Linked DNA regions of Mus musculus: region 2 is linked to region 1. The links are chromatin contacts, called in public Hi-C maps. All regions are on one chromosome and are shown on one strand. The core of a region is the stretch at or near the end of the contact, and the rest is flanking DNA. Distances in the headings are between cores, read along the strand shown. Region 1 has its middle 81 kb from the start of Gm24255. Region 2 overlaps 5730522E02Rik (RIKEN cDNA 5730522E02 gene).

Region 1 (5,793 bases), core at 1,407-3,906:
TTGTCAATTCTAAATCTTCCAGGCTGTTTATTCTGTATGCTTGAATAAATTGTAAACCAATACAATTATATATATGTATATATACTTATATATACATATATAAATATACACATATATTGTATATAAAGTAAGTGATATTTTGGTTCAAATTATATTTATTTTCTTATAAACTATCTGGGTCATAACAAAAAAAAATTTGGCAATATTTATTTGTTAATGATTTTTGGATTTCCAAAAACATCCTGGACATAACAGTGTTAACCACCAGTAGTAATATAAGCATTACTTGGACTATGCCCTGGTTTTGCTCAAGGCTTTTATGTATACAAATTCATAATCCTCTCAGAAACAGGTGTTTACAATTTTACCCCCATTTTTAGCATAATGGAATCAAGATTAGAGATATGAGATAATCATCCCTGTCACAAATTCAATCCTGGCAACACTCACTTGGGGCGCTTTCCACTCTTCACCATAACTTTTTGCACTTATGCTGCCTAACTTTCTTTGTGTTGCAACCCAGCCTTAAGCACTGTAAACTCTATTTCCAGGGGTCCCTTCTAAGACAAGTGACAATGAGACCCTCTACTCTAGAGCACCTGTTTTATGTTTAACAAGAGTTTATCAAAGTTTCCACCTAATGTGAGCTTGTAATGAATAGGGTAGACAGATGTATGAAACAATAAGTAAAGACCATGGAGGAACTAGAGTTTACATAAGTAAGCACCGGACTGGGTAGCCTACTGACAGAGCAGCAGGTTTGGAGAGAATGGAATTCAATTACAATTTCTAAGTGTGAAAGCATTTACATGTAAAGGACAACCAAATGCTTTCTCCCTGAAACAACAGGGGATGCTTTTACATCGCAGGCAGATTGTGCCCAGTCTAAGAAAAGGCTTCAATGTTCATCTGGGCCTAGGCTGACTTGAGGACACTTAACATAGTGTATTTGAAAAATTACTGTTAGTTAAAGGCAAGACAGATGTTGCACTGAGTGGCCCAGCCCAGACTCTAAACCCAGGAGTTTTGTGGCATGTATGGAAAGGCAGACAGCACATCAGTGTGAGAAAATGGAACTGCCATTGTGTCTTACTAACCCAGATGGTCTACCTCCTCCTGCCATTCTCCAAGAAGCAACCCTCAGCCAACAAAGGATGCTTCAGTTCTAGTCCTTCAACTGCAAAATTCTTAACAATAGTGCCGTATCTGAACACAGCAGAATAACTCAATCTACCCAGTTCTCATCAAAGCAAAGCCATCTGTCTCAACGTTTGTCATCATTTCAAGTCAGTATCCCATCAGAATAAATAAATTAGGCTTAGGAGGCTGAGTAATCAGTGTGTTGTAAACACTGATAGAAATAAGTTTTAAGTGAATGGTGAGAATTCTTCCTTGTTAGGAGTGTACCCAGTCCATTGGGAATGGTGGACACACCAAACAAGATTCTTGTGGATACAAAGAGAGAGAGAGAGAGAGAGAGAGAGAGAGAGAGAGAGAGAGAGAGAGAGTGGTGAGAACTCTGAGAATAGCTAATGAGGGAGGAACTTCCTGATGCTGTTCACTTTCGCCAGAATTGACCATACTAGCAGGAAAGCTATGAAGACCTCAGCATCTTTCAGCTGGTTCTCTATCCGCTACCATGTCCTCTCTGAGAGCTGCCCATCGAGGGCTGAGAGTGCTAAGAACACAGAGAAGGGCAGCCTGGCAAAGGCCTGGGAGGCAGAAGATGAGGAATATGAATTAGGAGATAACTGTAGACACATCCGATCGAAATGTAAAATCTGGCATTTATCTGTTTGCAGTGCTGCAGAAAGGTGCTCTCACCACCATGGATGGACCAGGAAGCAGGGTCTTTCTGTTAAGGGTAAATAAAATGAGGGTAAGACTTTAAGTTGAGGAATTTTTCTGTTACTAGAAGGCAAATTACTACATGCAGTAGTACAAAAGAACAGGGGTAAACAATACAATATGCTGTGAATTGCGAATGCATGTGCGGTAATGTCATGAATATATTAACTTCTTTCATTGTCAAGGCAAGTGACAGAGCCTGCCTGAAATTCAGAGAGGAGCTGGCTGTCACTCTGCAGCTCAGACACTTGGAGTCACATCTCTCCTAATAACAAAGTCTATTCTGTTTACATTTGACATGGTAGGAAGCAGTGCTGGGTTGCTTTTCATAAGGAAATGAATGAAGTCGTGAATGAATGAAGGACTGAACGACTAGAAGGAGCCTCTCTATCTAATGCATCCTGGAGCCACTGGTTTTTCCTTGTTTGGATAAAAATGGATCCTCTCTGACAGGAGCACATTTAGACGAATTTTTTAATATTTCTGGCAATGGGTTGTATTTATTTATTTTAACTATGTCAACACAACTGAATATTTCTGACTCTAGGTCCCAGCGGTGCTTAATAAAAGGAACCTGGAAAGCAGTGCGGTGTCAGAGTGGGGGAGGGGCAGTAGAGGAGAGCCTGTGGACAGTAGGGGATTTCAGGATGCTGCCAGTGAGGGCTGGTGACAGGTTAACACTAGTCCTGGGAGGATTGAGACGAGTGTTCTGGTTATCTTGCTGTTTCCCATATCCTAATGTGTAACTGAGCAAGAAGGTAAATATCCCATTGTGCTTCACAGCTTCAGAACAGGATCCCAAGAAAAGCTCACCGAGGGAGGGAGGGAGGGAGGGAGGAAGAGCAAAGCCGGAGGCGGGTTACTAGGTTGGAATTAAAATGCAGACGAGATTCATTAAATTGTTGACCCTCCTCCCCACTCTTAAAAAAAATCAGGTTGCCATCTTAAATTGACAGCATTAGAGATGAATTATGTGCACTGATTAATAAGTGAATGTTTTTAGGATTATGATCGCGGCACCTGCTAGTTATGTCGACACTGAAGAGGCTCTCAAGTTCCAGTGTTTCCAATAATAGAGGTACCATGCATGAGCTGAACGTTGTGCACAAGTGTCAGTGTGGGGACACATCACTTTCTATATAGTTATGATATTTAAAAATATTGCCATGGTTCCTCTTGCAAGTTCCCCCTGCAACTTCTTTCTCAACTGTGTATTACTCCCACCCCCCCCCCCCAAAAAAAAACACCATTTACTCATTTCAGCAAGGCAAAGGGAATTTAATCAAATCAAAACCAAGATTCTGGAGAGTGAATTGCAGAGCGGGAACAAACAGCAGCTCATGATGGAGACCCACATGATTTAAAATGATTTGCAAAACACGTGTTATTCTTTCAAGCTTTCAAGGAAAATGGCAATTTTATCCAATTTGGGTTTTTGCCAAAGGTGCCATTTCACCAAATGTAGCTACAGTCATAAAAAAAAAAAAAAAAGTAAAAAAGGAAGCTTCCAAGTAGATTAACTGGCTTTGCTGTATTATAATGGTGCTTTAAATGAGCAATTTAAGACAATTAACCTGGAACAGGCACTTCTCAGGGCTTTATCCCTTTAACGGTTTTGGTTCTTCAAACAAGAACAGAGAAAATGAAAACTGGCTGCTTCCCATCTTAGCATCCTTTCCGTAGCCCTGTGAACACGAACATGATCCACAAGGAGCGTGTAATAGGAAATCTAAACTATGTGATTTAGAAATGTAATCCTCCATCAACCAAATAAAATCATTTAAAAATTAATGGGTGTTTATGTGGCTGACTTAAGAGGAAACTGGGTTCCAGCTTTTGGCAACAGCACCTTGCACTACCATTGGATACCTGATGCATATTTTTCATCTCTGAATGTACCTTGTACTGTACATAGTGTTGGACAGAGGAGATCATTTGGAATAATCTAAGTATTAAAATCCTTGCACACTATTTAGAGATACTGGTCTATTATTATATTATAAGTAGCTAGGCAGAAAAAAGAAAAGAAAAATAAAATGAATTTTGTCAACCTCAAAGAAAGAGAGCTAAGAACACCCTTACAATGATTACGTAATTATCCAACAAGTATCTGAGTGCCTGCTATTTGCCTCAAGTTAAGAGAAAATCTGGAGTTGATCGATCACACCTATGGTTGTTGTGAATATGCTGTTGTAGAATGACTGATGGAGAAATGTTGTACGGAGTGAAGACAAACAGAGATGCCAGGGATGTATTGTCCAGAGGGCCAAGTCAGTTGAATAGAACAGAGAAAATAACATTTAAACAATTATTAGAGAAAGATCTACATTTTAATAGTAACTTCTGGAGACAGAGAGAATCTTGGTAACAAGAAGACAGAGGACTTCCAGTCCTGGAAGTTCAGGAAACTTCCAGCAAGTCTGTGTTACAGAGTGACATAAGCTACATGGAACCACAGTGATGTTGAAATGGACTAAAAAGGAAGTCATAAGCACTCTATTTCAGAAGTCAACAGAAGTGATCTAAATTGCAGAAACATACTTTATTCACATTGCTAAGTACTCAGACTTGCCTGATGATTCCACCTCTCTTGACATGGCTGATCACCATTTCTTTCTTGAAACTTCCTATGCTTCGGTATCTGAACATTATCTCTCTTACTTTAAAGACTGGTACTAATGTTTTGTTTTTTTTTTTAACCTCCAAATTCTATGTACTAGTTGAATTTCCTCATCTTTTTGCTCTACACATCACATCCAAATTCATGCTACAGATGACCTGGGCTTGGCATCTCAGCTCATTATCTCTGACCTTGATCTCTCCCCTGACTCCTGGAATCTTGTCTCTGGGTGTCTACCCAGTACTTCTCTTTGAATATTTAACAGAGGTCTCAAAATGAAGGTGGTCACAGCTAAACCACCAACTCCCCTTTCCCTAGCTCTAGTCCTACTGAAAAGCACCTCCTCCTCTTTGATGAAACCTTGCAGGCTAATTTTCTCACTGTAGAGTTCTATATTTACTTTGAACTTTTAAAGATTTAAGAGATGAGATTATTTCAAAATTAAAGGGAGTCTTAGATAGTACGCTAAGTCCACTTTTTCCCCATCATTTTATGAGTTGCCTTCCCTATCCATTCATTTAACATTCATTTAACTATGCTTTTGGGCACAGTGGATTGAAACACAGATGGGTTAGGCACCGATCTTGACCTCAAAATCCTTGTAGTTGTATATCTGTAAGCACAATGGTAGGTTTTCCAAAGTCAGGACTCTTCCCACAAGCTGAATGAAATTCCACTCTCAATCAATGTCAAAAAAAAAAAAAAAAAAAGGAAAGTACCTATTGCTCATCCCATCACGTTTCTCAGGCATATGTCTCCAGGACAAATCTCTAGGGCTGTAAACTGCTTGATCACTTGAGAGGAGGAAGTTAAGACTCTAAAGCTAACAACACAGGTAGACAGACAGACTTCATTGTTGTATCCCTTTCAGACTGAAGGCAATATGGTGACATAGTCATTTGCTCTCTTCTCGGATTTTTTTTTTGATGATTGTTTCTTTCTAATCTGCTGCATATACTCATTATTCAATGAGTATTCATCTCCACATACTGAGATGTAGAAGAAAAATAGCCTTTATATATATTCTCTATCCGACTGGGGTTGAAAAGTCTAATCAGGAAAGAACACACACACACATACACACACACTTAGCACATACAAACACAACTTCCAAAAATAAGCCCTGGGTGTATAGAATAAAGTTGAGAGACACAGTTGAGGGGCAGACACAAGGGCAGTGTGAACTGGGACACCTAGTGGGCTCTCTGCAAATCTGTTAAGAAAAGTTTGTTGTCTTTCTGAGCAATGAGGAAAATGAGGACAAAGTCAGGAAGGTGCAAGTGGTAGACCCTATTTGTTCCCTATGTAAAGAGGCTGTGAGGCAG
Region 2 (5,793 bases), core at 2,285-4,784, 700 kb after region 1:
CATCAGCTATTCAGCCAAAGTTCAAATCTATGTATTAAGTAGAGTGTTAAGCTCAGTCCCACACTCTTAATCAGCCTGAGATTTCCCAGAAAAGAAATCAGAACACCCTGTTCGCAGGAAGCTTACACTCCAGCCAAGGGGAAGCCAGAAAACAGTAAACAGAAAATCAGGCCGTGAACTGAATACGAAACGGAGAAAGATCCAGAATTAGGGAGAGTAGAGGAAGTTCTACCAGGCAGCTGTTATAGTAGACAGCAAGAAACCCATTCAAATGTTTCCTAAAGGGTAGAGCAACTTTCTCCAGTAGAACCTGTCTCTGAGCTTTGCTAATGTCCTACATGATACCTGTATTTTATCATTAGCAGCAGCAGCATCCTCTTCTTCATAATCAACAATTAATTATTATAGATTAATATTTATTAAGTAAATTACGACATGCTAGGCATTATAGGGACAACAATTTCATGAACATCATTTCATTTCCTTGGCATTTATTTTATATTTTCCTACTTATTTTTATTTTGATACTCTCAGGTAAAGTTGCTTGGCTCATGTTAAGAGAAAAGAGGTGTTTCTTAGGCTTGCCTTCTATGCATTCCAGGGGCTGCACGATGCTAGGCCCCCAGCACAGTGCCCACAATGCAGAGATACGCAGAACATATTTGCTGACAACTGAAAAACAAATACAGATTCATAGAAAAACAGTGTGATCACCAAAAATATGGATGGAAAAAATCAAATGGCAGGGGCCCGCCTGTGTGCACAACACCAGAAAAGCTGTGGGAAGCCTGGCAAGTGGGTCTCAGCAGGCAAACAAAGCAGACACATCAAGGCAGCCCCCACTCCCTCCTGTTGCCATTCACTCTCTCCTTCCAGTCCCCTCTCCCCTGCCCCGCCCCCTCAGAGGGTCCTCTCGCCAAGGAGGCTGCTTGATCAGTTCCAAGCAGCCTATGCTCCCTCATAATTGATAAATAGAGGTGTTTTCTGATCACCTTATAAATCACAGCATGCAAATGCTCACACTCGAGTTGGGGAGGAGAAGGGATAGGTTTAAGAAGCCTGAGTACCCTGAAGATAAAGAAATACCTCTTGCCAAACGACAAGGATAATTTCTTTTAGCATAATTGCCTGCCTAGGTATTAACCATGAAATTACAGAAGGGGGGGGAAAAGCACCAAAAACAGATATTACTATTTCTAAGAGAACAAAACAGCACAGTATTCCAAACCAGTTTGTGATTATTAAATTACATAACCTGTTATGCTCTAAACTGAAATGCCTTCTTTTTCCACTGTATTTTAGCCTATTTTCTGCCTCAAATTCTCTTGGAAGTAAGTGGAATATGAATATCAAACTAATTTCTATTACCTAAAAAGAAAAAAGAATCACATCCCCAAACTAAAGAGGTCAGAAGAAGAACAGCTCCAGCATTTATCACTCTGAGAAACAAAGGGTTAATAAGATAAGAGATATCTATAATTGTTGAATTGTTTTTTATTCAACATAGTGTTCACAAGAGGGGCTTCCTTAATTTCATGGGGAGTTTTGCTAAATATTATATTTCTATGACTGTTTACTGCCATAAACTGTAGATTCTTTTTTTATACAACAGACTCTTGTTATGATTCTACCTAAAGAAAGCCAAATTAAAACTGATTTACTAAATAGGTTAAGGATAGCACCCTCATTCATGATCTCAACTCCATTTCATGCTTAGACAGGCAGATCTTAATTATACACAAAAGAATACAAATGCTATTAGCATGATAATAATTATTTAGGAGATGTCCTCCTTTTTTAAAAAAAATTAAACTGGTATTGTCAATTCTGCAGCTACATTTTTTTTTTCAACAGAGTGACAGCTTTGCTCGTCACAGATATGTTCAAAGTACATATACACTATTCAAAGCTATGTAGACGATCTGAGCCGTCTGAGCTGAATACGCAGAGCCAGCAACGCACCGCACACTAATCATCATGTCCTACCAGCCGAGTACATGCAAATACAATCCTTTGTGACATTCTGTCAAATATTTGGAGGATTCTGTGTTCCTTATCACACCCCATCCCCATGTCCCCATCGACAAGCAGGCGCCCAGAAACCAGTGCCACCAATGGCACAGACTCCAGCATAGGCATACAATGATGCTAAATTAATGAAAAGAAAATTAAAAATTGACAGGGAAGTAGCTTAGCGGGCAGGGTCCAGGCAAACTGAAGTTCATGTTTGCTGCTTTGCTGAGCTGCCTGTGGGGGTCCTGAGAAATCTCTGCAACTCCATTCTGGATTCTGTGTCTAGAGATGTAAACATTGCATACAGTATCCAGCACACGACATAATGGATCAATGCGTGTAAGACCCTGCATTTGGAAAATCTACACTTGAGGTCAATATCTATTGTCACCGAGCCCACATATGATCAGAGGGAGAAAATGGACAAGTGTCACAGGACTAAAGAGTTGGCTACAGTACAAGTGATGTATTTTTGAACATTAATTTGCCAGAGTGGATCTGTTGTCTGTTGCTCCAGGCTGCGATTTTAATTATTTCTGGGACAAATGGATCAGTGATACACTGAAAATCTGTAGGACTTCTTGTCAAATTAATAAAATAATAATGGAAGTAGTCATCTCCAACTGCAAACTGTCACTGTCTTTGAGAGGTCTGTAGCCATCTAAATGGTTAAACAAACTACAATGTTCTTGAATCCTATTTGAAATCCTAAGTGTGGTGACATAAAATAGATTGTGTAGTGTCCATTGTACACAGTGACACCCACTGTGACAAAACCCGACTATGTTTAATGACCTTTTAAAATCTTATACCTAGAGTCCATAAAAGCATTGTAATTCAGTTGTAAAACACACTTTAATAATCAAAATGCAGCTGTTAAAATAGCGTTGCTCATAATTCTAACTGGAGGCAATTTTTTTTTTGTTTTGTTTTTAATGCAGAAGAGCAGACCACAGTTTAAAATTCCTGTGAGGTCACTATTGGCCATTACAGTGGTTTTTTGCAACTTAATAATAGATGTTTTAAAGTTTAAGTGTAGCCTCAGGCACTCATAGGCATTTATTACAAATCGCTGGTTGCCTCCCTTATGCAGAGAGGAATAACATTTACATACAGTAGCACGGATTAATAAGATAAAAAATTTGAAAAAGCCGTCAGTCAGGGAGTGAAACTGGTGCTAATAAAGCCCACTATATTCTTCGGAAATATCAAGCCGTCTGTTCCAATATTTTGCCATTCCCCATGAGGTATACAAATCCAAATCAGATAAGTCTCAAGCCATGCCAGAGACATGCTGCGCGGCTCTCCAGTGGCACTCGGCTGAATCTTTTATTTATCTTTAGAGCAATTGTACATTCTAGTACACTAAAGACTGAAATAAACTGAACATCACTCATCAGAAAGTTTCATAAAATGGGGCCCTCTCCTTCCTTGTTTGCTAAACCATGATTAGCGAGAAGAGCGCACTGTGAAGCATGTATCACGGGCAAGGAAATGTAATAGCAGGCTTGGGACCCGTGAGCAAGGGCTAGTTAAACAGAACAGTGTCTTGCCGGGTTGAAGTGTTGCTCACATGAAACCAGACCTAAAGGAGAGCAGGCTGCTTTGCAAGAGCAGTCTACTGCCTTTGCTTCTTGGTTTTAGGCTCTAATCCAAAGGTAGCCGGGAAAGAGAAAGGCAACATGCGCACATAATTTCACACGATGATTAGACTGCAAAGATCCTTGTTATAAAAACCACTGTGTCAGTCTCCCAAACTGCAGCATGACAAAGCTGCGCTTGGACTCATCCCTGCCCCTTGGAACACTGCTAATTAAAAAGTATAGCCGCTAGAGCTCTGGTTGGGGAGGAAGCTGCCCGTTGTTTCCGATCCAAGTGAACATTGATAAAAGAAATTTATTTATTTATACATAATTATTATTGTTACCCTACTGAACAGTGCTGGGGATTTAGAGAAATGAGACGCCATGGTACTAATTTTTCTTCAAGAAGTCTGCCATATTAACTCCACTGAATAATTACTGAAAAGCAATACACTCGTGTCATATTACCTTATGCAAAATTGCATTAATCAAAAAGTGAACCTGCTGCAATCAAGTAATTTGAGGGCGGGGGAAGGCATACACACACTGCATATTTTTCTCGGGACTTATTTTCCTTGCAGCAGAGTATTACCTAATAGTATTGTAGCAATGATCTCCAGAAAGGAGTAAATCAGAGAGGAAAAATTAATTTACAATCTAGACCTGACATTGGGGATGGATGGATGTGTGCACAGAAATGGCAAAGGAATGTCCACGTACTGTGATGACACATCCTCCACTGCTCCGACTCTGTACACAATAAAATAAATCCCGCTTGACCTCTTCAAGGAGTCAGACCATTGTTCCCCACACCAAGAAGTAAACGCAGCCGCTTAATTACACCCAGGAAGTCTTATAGAGCCCAGGGCTTACGCTAGAAAATGAACAGTTTCTTGTGATGGGCTTTCTTCAGACATTGGGGAGAGGGGAGAACAAATGTGTACGTGGAAAAGATCATCCCAGGTGTGCACGAAACGTGGCAAATTAGTACGGGTTCTTGTGCATGCATAATGTCTCATAAACACCCAAGTCCTAACAGCACTAATGTGAGTGCCATCGTTTTTTATAGCCTTTTGTCTTCTAAGTTTTGCAGTGGAGAGTGGAGAGGTGCCACTCAGAATATAGACTGGAGCAACCACAAGGGACGAAAGAGTGCTCATTACAAATGTGCATTTCGTTTCTTAATTTTGAGAAGGCTAGGTTGCAAGGAGGCAAGATGCACTGCTGGCTGTGTTGTTGTTGCTGTTGTTGCTGCTGCTGCTTCTGTTGTTGTTGTTGTTGTTGTTGTAAGAATCGTTATTTTTGCTAGATTCATCTTAGTGGCAGTGCCTGCAAAGTGCAGTTTCTCCCACTAGCCTCTCCCTGGCTAGCTGTGAACAGTGCCCATTTTGAGATTAGGAGATTAGGTTATTCATCACTTGAGACGCTCCCTGCTGTGCTGCTACTATCCCAGCGCAGCCAAATCAAAACATCTCTGGAAGGCATTTCAGAATAATTGAATGCATCATAATTTCCCTATTAATACATATCTCATATTACAGATTATGCATGAAATGTTCACATTATCTGTTACTTTTTGTTAACGTCTTGCTTCTTGCCAGTAAATTTAATACACAGAGTGAATCAGCATGCTATGATGAAGGGATAGGTTACTGATAGCCATTTTTTATTTTTTTTTTTTTAGGATTCAGTAGAAAATTAAAGTAAATCGATCATTTTATAGCCCCACTGGAATGGCTACAAGGGCACGTTGCTAAGCAAATGGTAATTTAAATGTACTGTGTAATTTTTCTATGTAATTTACCGAAGGCAGATTTTATTTCTCAGTATCAGATGTTCTTTATCTCTTAGTGCATGATGTATCTGTGATGGACACATTATTAATCTATATTGTAATCAAATGCTACAGCCCAACAACTGGCCTTGTAGGCTCTATAGGAGTCAAATCTTGTACCCTGCAACAACAAGGCTTCTAATAACACTAAATGGGGATGGGTGATCCAGTCAGTCTTCACTTGTATAAACAGCATGCGTTAAACTCTCCTGGACAAGCAATCAAAGAAAATCCAAACGAAATTTAATAAAACTGCCCCTATCTCATAATAAAAAGTTTCATCCAGTATTTTAGGGCTGAGCATTTGCATGTCATGACAGTGATCTGACCACAATATATCCATTTTAAGAATAGTTTCAGATT

Evidence for each region. Hi-C and Micro-C count contacts between places; a contact is called where the count stands out from the background.
Region 2: a Hi-C map of forebrain shows a contact between it and region 1, with 4 times the contacts expected there. The contact joins two enhancer-like sites. A contact is called at or near these places in 12 of 484 Hi-C or Micro-C datasets (the G1E-ER4 cell line, cerebral cortex, differentiating embryonic stem cells and 4 more).

The regions. Positions count from the first base shown.
Region 1 is chr11:25,154,770-25,160,562 of GRCm38.p6, forward strand. No RefSeq gene overlaps it. Among named protein-coding and RNA genes, the nearest start is that of Gm24255, 81 kb to the right of the region's middle. Within about 2 kb of position 2,657, at least 16 of the 459 cell types and tissues checked have an H3K27ac peak or open chromatin away from gene starts, as enhancers often do. A contact at or near this core is called in forebrain, where this site is marked.
Region 2 is chr11:25,852,392-25,858,184 of GRCm38.p6, forward strand. The region is part of intron 2 of 5730522E02Rik (RIKEN cDNA 5730522E02 gene); the gene reads right to left. Among named protein-coding and RNA genes, the nearest start is that of Gm51856, 72 kb to the left of the region's middle. Within about 2 kb of position 3,535, at least 26 of the 459 cell types and tissues checked have an H3K27ac peak or open chromatin away from gene starts, as enhancers often do. A contact at or near this core is called in forebrain, where this site is marked.